2 separate regions of the Rattus norvegicus genome follow, and region 1 is linked to region 2. The links are chromatin contacts, called in public Hi-C maps. All regions are on one chromosome and are shown on one strand. Each heading gives the region's core, a stretch centred on a gene start, on an enhancer-like site or on the middle of the called end of the contact. The rest is flanking DNA. Distances are from core to core; before and after follow the strand shown. Region 1 has its middle 23 kb from the start of Emp1. Region 2 overlaps Gsg1 (germ cell associated 1).

Region 1 (2,894 bases), core at 6-2,505, 130 kb before region 2:
ACTGAGAAAGGAGCGTTGAGCAGCCTCCCTCAGGACAAGCAGCACTGGGAAGTGAGAGGCCCAGGCCAAGGTCAGGGAACAGGTGGCTGAAAGAAGCTTAGAGCAAACAATTAATAATTGTCTGCATGAAGCTTGTCTCTCCCTCTCCAGAGGCTCTGACAAGTATGAAACACAATGAGGTGGGCAGAATCTGAATTACCCCAGGGAAAGATATTAGCAGTCATTTCTGGTATGCTGTGCTGATATGCATTCTGTAGCTCGGTTCATGAGAAGGAATCTGCCCAAATGCTTTTAATGTTTTTTTAAGGCGGGATGACTAAATGTCAGATTCATTAATGTCATCCAGCTCACTCAACAAAGCGAGTGCCGTAACTCAAAACCTATTGCAAAATACTCAAAACAGGTACAATTTTGACTCACCCTAAAAACTGTAAAGATAAGAGTTCAAAGTGATTGGTTCATATCCCAACGCTCAGGAGGGGGAAGCAGGAGGATCAGGAGTCCAGCTGCAGCTATGTAGTGAATTGGAAGCCATCCTGGGCTATATGAGATACTGTCTCAGAAAAGGTGTGTGTGTGTGTGTGTGTGTGTGTGTGTGTGTGTGCATTTCAGAAGATAAAAAAACTAAAAATATAAAGATTTCACAATGCTCAAAGCCTGTAAATTATAACACTGAGGAGTCGATGTCATTCAAACCAGCCTAAACAAGCTGAATTTAAGAGATCCATGTGCTAATAATACAAGGGAGGCAGCTAAGAAGTGCCAGCCTCAGAGTGCCCAGATCAAAGAGGGGAGATACCTCGATCCAGACAGGGTCACACTGAATGCCATGTTCTTCCATATTTAATGGAAAAACTAAACACTACTTCCTTGCTATAATCAAGCCAGACTTTCTGACAAGAGACCCACGTTCACTCTCCACCCTCCCTCTACCAGACACAGTTAGCTTTTCCAAGACACAAGGGCTTGGAAGAGCAACAGAACAGTCTGGTATTTAAACTAAATCCTATCTTGCTGAAAATACATCGAACTTCCAAAATAAATTACCAAAATCATTTCAGCCCAGACAGTAAGTTTAAAAAAAATCTTTTTTTCTGGGAGAGAGATTTGAGGCACAGTCTTGTTTATGTAATAGTCTTGTTTATGAAATAGACCAGGCTGGCAAATTTGTGGCCCCTCCCTCTCCTCTGCCTCTACTCACCTACTGTTGGGACTCCAGACATGTACACAACTCCTGGCTAGTGCCAACCCGTTAAGTCATTAAGAATTCAACAGCCCGTATTTCCTCATAGTCTGCTCTGTCAAATTTAGCTCTTGCTACAGTAATGTCTCTTATCTGCCACTTGGACAGTCTTCTTGAACTGCAGGTCACTTCGTAGGTCCTTGTAGATACAATTCACTAAAAGACTGTCAAATCCTAAAGGACACTACACACCTGTGATCCCAATACTCAGGCAACTACTGTTGTCCACGTTCCCTCTGTGCCCCAGAACGGGGCTATTTCAAACTTACTGCCACATTCCTGAGAGACATTTCGTCTGCCTGTTGGTATGCTCTAGCTTTCCTTAGCAGACACACAAAACTGCTTCTTGTGTTGCTGGAATACGGAGCCTTGCACAAGCAGGATTTTAACTCCCACTTGCTTTCTTTCAAAGGCTCCTGAGAAATTGTCCTCTGTGCCTAAAAGCCAGTGGGGTTTTACAAAGGGACAATCTGGAGTATGTCCAAAGCAGAGTGACAGAGTTATCTATTAGCCATGTTGCACCTGGGTTTTATCACCCCAATGAATGGATTTCCTGTGCCTATGGCCTCATTCTTGAATGACAAGGGAGATCTCAGTGACTCATCTTTCTCCACCCTCCTCATTTGGACCAAAGTCACCTGCATATTTACTTAATCACTTTAAATCAATTCAACTCTATACAAGTCATTTAATTGCTCAAATATTTATCCATCACCTTTATATGTGGAAATCTGACAACTTCCTGCCCTCTCTCAGAATGTAATCTCATTCTGCAAGATAACTCTCACATCTTGCTATCTCACTTCTGTACGGAACTAAATGTCATCTGAAATCACGGAAACATCTGGTGTTCAAGCTTTCTTCAAATTATTTCTAAGACAGAAAGCTAGTACACCTTGGCCTTGACAAGAAGATGTCTAATTTTATGTGTCAACCTGACTGGGCCAAAGGATCCAACTATGTAACCGAACATTATTCTGGGTGTTTCTAGGGAGACATCTTGGGATGAGAATGGCCTTTAAATGGATAAAGTTTAAGCAAAGCAGATTGCCTTTCATGGTGTGGGTGAGCCTCATCTGATCAGCCTAGAACTAAAGAAAACCGGGTCTTCAGAGGAATACTATAGGAAATCACTCGGGCTGAGCACTGCTGTGTAGGATCTTGCTTGCTAGCCTTCCCGAGCCTGTCCAAATACCACTGATTACCACCTAGATTCTTGAAATGCAAGATGACATCTTTGCAGTCGAAGACATGTTGGGTGGGTCTGGGTGTTCATTGGTGACTAAAGACCTTCGGGGAATGAATGGGCAGTCAGAAGAGCCAACCAACGAGTTGTATCATGGTAGGAAATCTCCAGGAGATCTATGTGAGGAAAATAGGCCTCTTATAAAGATGTTCAAGGACAGCAGTTCTCAACCTTCCTAATGCTGTCTCCCTTCAGGACAGTTCCTCATGTTGTGGAAACCCTCGACAATAAAATTATTTTGTTGCTATTTCATAACTGTAATTTTGCAACCATTACGAATCATAATGTAAGTATCTGATGTGCAGGATATCTGATATGTGACCCCTGTGAAAAGGTCATTCAACACCCTCACACATAGGAAGGCCACAACCCACAGGTTGAGAACTAATATCCTAGAAACAGCCT
Region 2 (2,700 bases), core at 47-2,546:
ACATAGTGCTTTACCACACTCGAGTCAAAGGAGCCAACAGATACAGAGGGCACATGAGTTACAGGGAAGGTGTGTACCTGTCAGAATGTGGAGGTGCAGAGAGCAGAGCTGTTTGTGTGTCAGCCAGTGACAGCCGAAGGACTTAAATTCCACTCCAGCTCTTTGCTTGTTGGGTAGCAGAAAGGAATTACTTAATGAGGCCATGGGTCAAGAATTCTGGCCCCTGGGAGGACAGAGAAACTCAAGGCAGGGCAAACAAGATGTCTTAGGTGGGCAGCTTAGGAGACAAAATGACTAGATCCCTTAGCCCCAGGCTCGTGTCAGGGAAGAGGTGAGCACACCAGCTCTCATTCAACCTTCTGACTCACCTCTAATCTACAGCATACTCGCCATGCAATAAACTGAATTTCTGCCTACAAAGTATGGGCGTCCCAAGACCATCATTTCTCTCATGCACAGCTAGTAAAAATGGTTTCCTACGGTACAGAGAAGGCTGACTGAGAACCTTAGCAAGTGACGGCCAGACTCAGGCCTTGGCACTGTGATGTCATGAATGCCAAGGTGCATGAATGACCCCAGGAAAGCATAACTTCCCACTAACAGTCCCAACACAGCAAGTTTAAACACTGGGTTGAGATGCGGGATATTTGTCTCCACACTGAGTTGTGAGCTTTGGAGACAAGCTTAATTAAATCTGTTACATTGACCAGTAGTTACTTTTTCTGTTCTAAGAGGAAAAGAAAGGGTCTGGGTCCAGGAAATAGCAAGCCCAAATTACAATGAAAGGAAGTGAATGGGATGCTGTGTTCTGATTTTTTTGTGTGGCAAAGCACAGAAACTTGGTTGCTTGCTTTTTTTTTTTTTTTTTTTTTTTTTTTTGTTAAAAAGAGGAAATTGGACTTTGGGGCCTCAGAGAGAGGAAAACTAACACTGGTCACATCCACCAAGTATTCAGCCAAGCACCCTAGGAATGGGTGGATCAGAGCTGCTGTGGAGGCCTAAACTAATATTTTGGAAACCTTTAAGGAAAATAATACAAAATTACAAGTTTGGATTGGGCAACAGGCCCTTGGAAGCAGCTCAAATAAGTGAGGGGCCGAAGAGGTAGGGTTTCATTAGCTTCATTTTAAACCCACCTCTGGGCCTCCTCATCCAACCCTGCCACGCCCATCCCCTTTTCCCTGAAGAAGGCAAACTTGAGGCAATTAAGGCTTCGGGGGTGCGGTTTATGAGCAGAGGCAATAAAAACCAAAGACACGGTGTTGTGCCAAGCGGTGACTCAAGGCGGGATATGAGACGCGTCTCCAAGTATTTGAAGGGTGGAAGCGTCAAGAAGGGAAAAGAATCGGTCACTGTTCTCGGGTGGAGAGAGAAAGGGGATACAATTAAAGAGAAAAACATGTGCACAAAACTCCATCCGGAGACGCTGGCTAACTATTTTCTGTTGTTGCGTTTCCCGTGGGAGGCATTCGAGGATCTATTGAGTCACTGAGAACGGCAACTGGCCACCAAAAATGAACTACAGGGAATAACCCTTCGAAAGGTCTTGCTGGGAGTGGCTGGACACCCCCCAATCTTCATTCTCAGTCCTGAATTCCATAAGGCTGACACATGGCAGTCTGTAGATTTGTATCTGGTCAAAAGCCAAGGGAACTCAAAACGAGCAGTACTGCAGAGACGAGCCACCTCTACCCGCCTTGTGCTGACTGGTAGGAAAGGAAAGGGTAGGAAAGAAGAAAGTATTGGGGTATAGCGCCACCCAGCGGCATGAAGAAACCATGCATCCAGGAATGCCTAGTCCAGAGCCAAATGGAACCACAAAATTCTTGTCTCCTTCTCCCAAAGCAAATCGAGTTGTGTCACAATGAATAAACGGGTGCTTGGGTGACACATAAAAGTTATCTTGGGGGGTGGGGTGGGGGGGCTGAAAGATGGTCGAGCCAATGAATGGACTTGTCAGCCTGACGACCTGAGTTTGATTTCTGGAACTCACATGTTAGAAGAAGAGAACCAACTCAGAGTCCTCTTCAATACATGTGCCACGCCCCTGCTACGCACACATGCACACACACACACACACTGCGAAAAGGAACAAAAACAGTATCAGGAAAGGCATGGTGCAGCAAAGACAAAGAGGAGAAAACCATTTTCAAAGAGCGAATGACTTTTTACACTAAAATTGAAAGGGCAAAAGAATGCGGGGTGTCGGTGGAGCACGCCTTTCATCCCGGCATGCAGAAGGAGGCAGCCGAAGGAGGGTCCCTGAGTTCGAGGCCAGCCCTAGTCTACAACTTCCAGGACAGCCGGGGCTACACAGAAACCCTGTCTCTTTGGAGGAAGAGAGTGAGAAGTGTCAGAAGAAGCTGAAGACATTCTGGGTTGAAGGAAGAGAGTAGCTGCTGGAAAATGTAGGTCTGTTCGATTGTGATGACGGAAAGAATGCTCTGTGTTTCTAATGACTGCCCAAAGGATAGATGTGACCCACTCCTCAACAGTTGACTGGATTCGTTGTTGTTGCTGCTGTCGTCGTAGCTTGTTTGGGTTAAATAAAAAGATGTCCATTTGCTTGAAAGTTGGGGAAAAAATGATGGTCATTATAGGACCATCAGACCCTGAGCTCTTCTCCAGATCTTCAGACCTGCTCTCTTCCACCCCATCCTCATCTTCGTCCCCACCCAACACATTCACCATGAGAGGAGA

The links. A called contact is a pair of places that touch in the nucleus more often than the background predicts.
Region 1: a Hi-C map of the A7r5 cell line shows a contact between it and region 2, with 5 times the contacts expected there. The contact joins two enhancer-like sites. A contact is called at or near these places in 12 of 12 Hi-C or Micro-C datasets (the A7r5 cell line, the Rat2 cell line, Schwann cells and 7 more) and 1 of 1 datasets of contacts at active chromatin or transcription factors (oligodendrocytes).

What each region holds. Positions count from the first base shown.
Region 1 is chr4:169,965,807-169,968,700 of GRCr8, reverse strand. No RefSeq gene overlaps it. Among named protein-coding and RNA genes, the nearest start is that of Emp1, 23 kb to the right of the region's middle. Within about 2 kb of position 1,255, at least 9 of the 93 cell types and tissues checked have an H3K27ac peak or open chromatin away from gene starts, as enhancers often do. A contact at or near this core is called in the A7r5 cell line, where this site is marked.
Region 2 is chr4:169,833,062-169,835,761 of GRCr8, reverse strand. The region is part of intron 1 of Gsg1 (germ cell associated 1); the gene reads left to right. It also overlaps a transcript of Fam234b not described here. Among named protein-coding and RNA genes, the nearest start is that of Gsg1, 4.0 kb to the left of the region's middle. Within about 2 kb of position 1,296, at least 17 of the 93 cell types and tissues checked have an H3K27ac peak or open chromatin away from gene starts, as enhancers often do. A contact at or near this core is called in the A7r5 cell line, where this site is marked.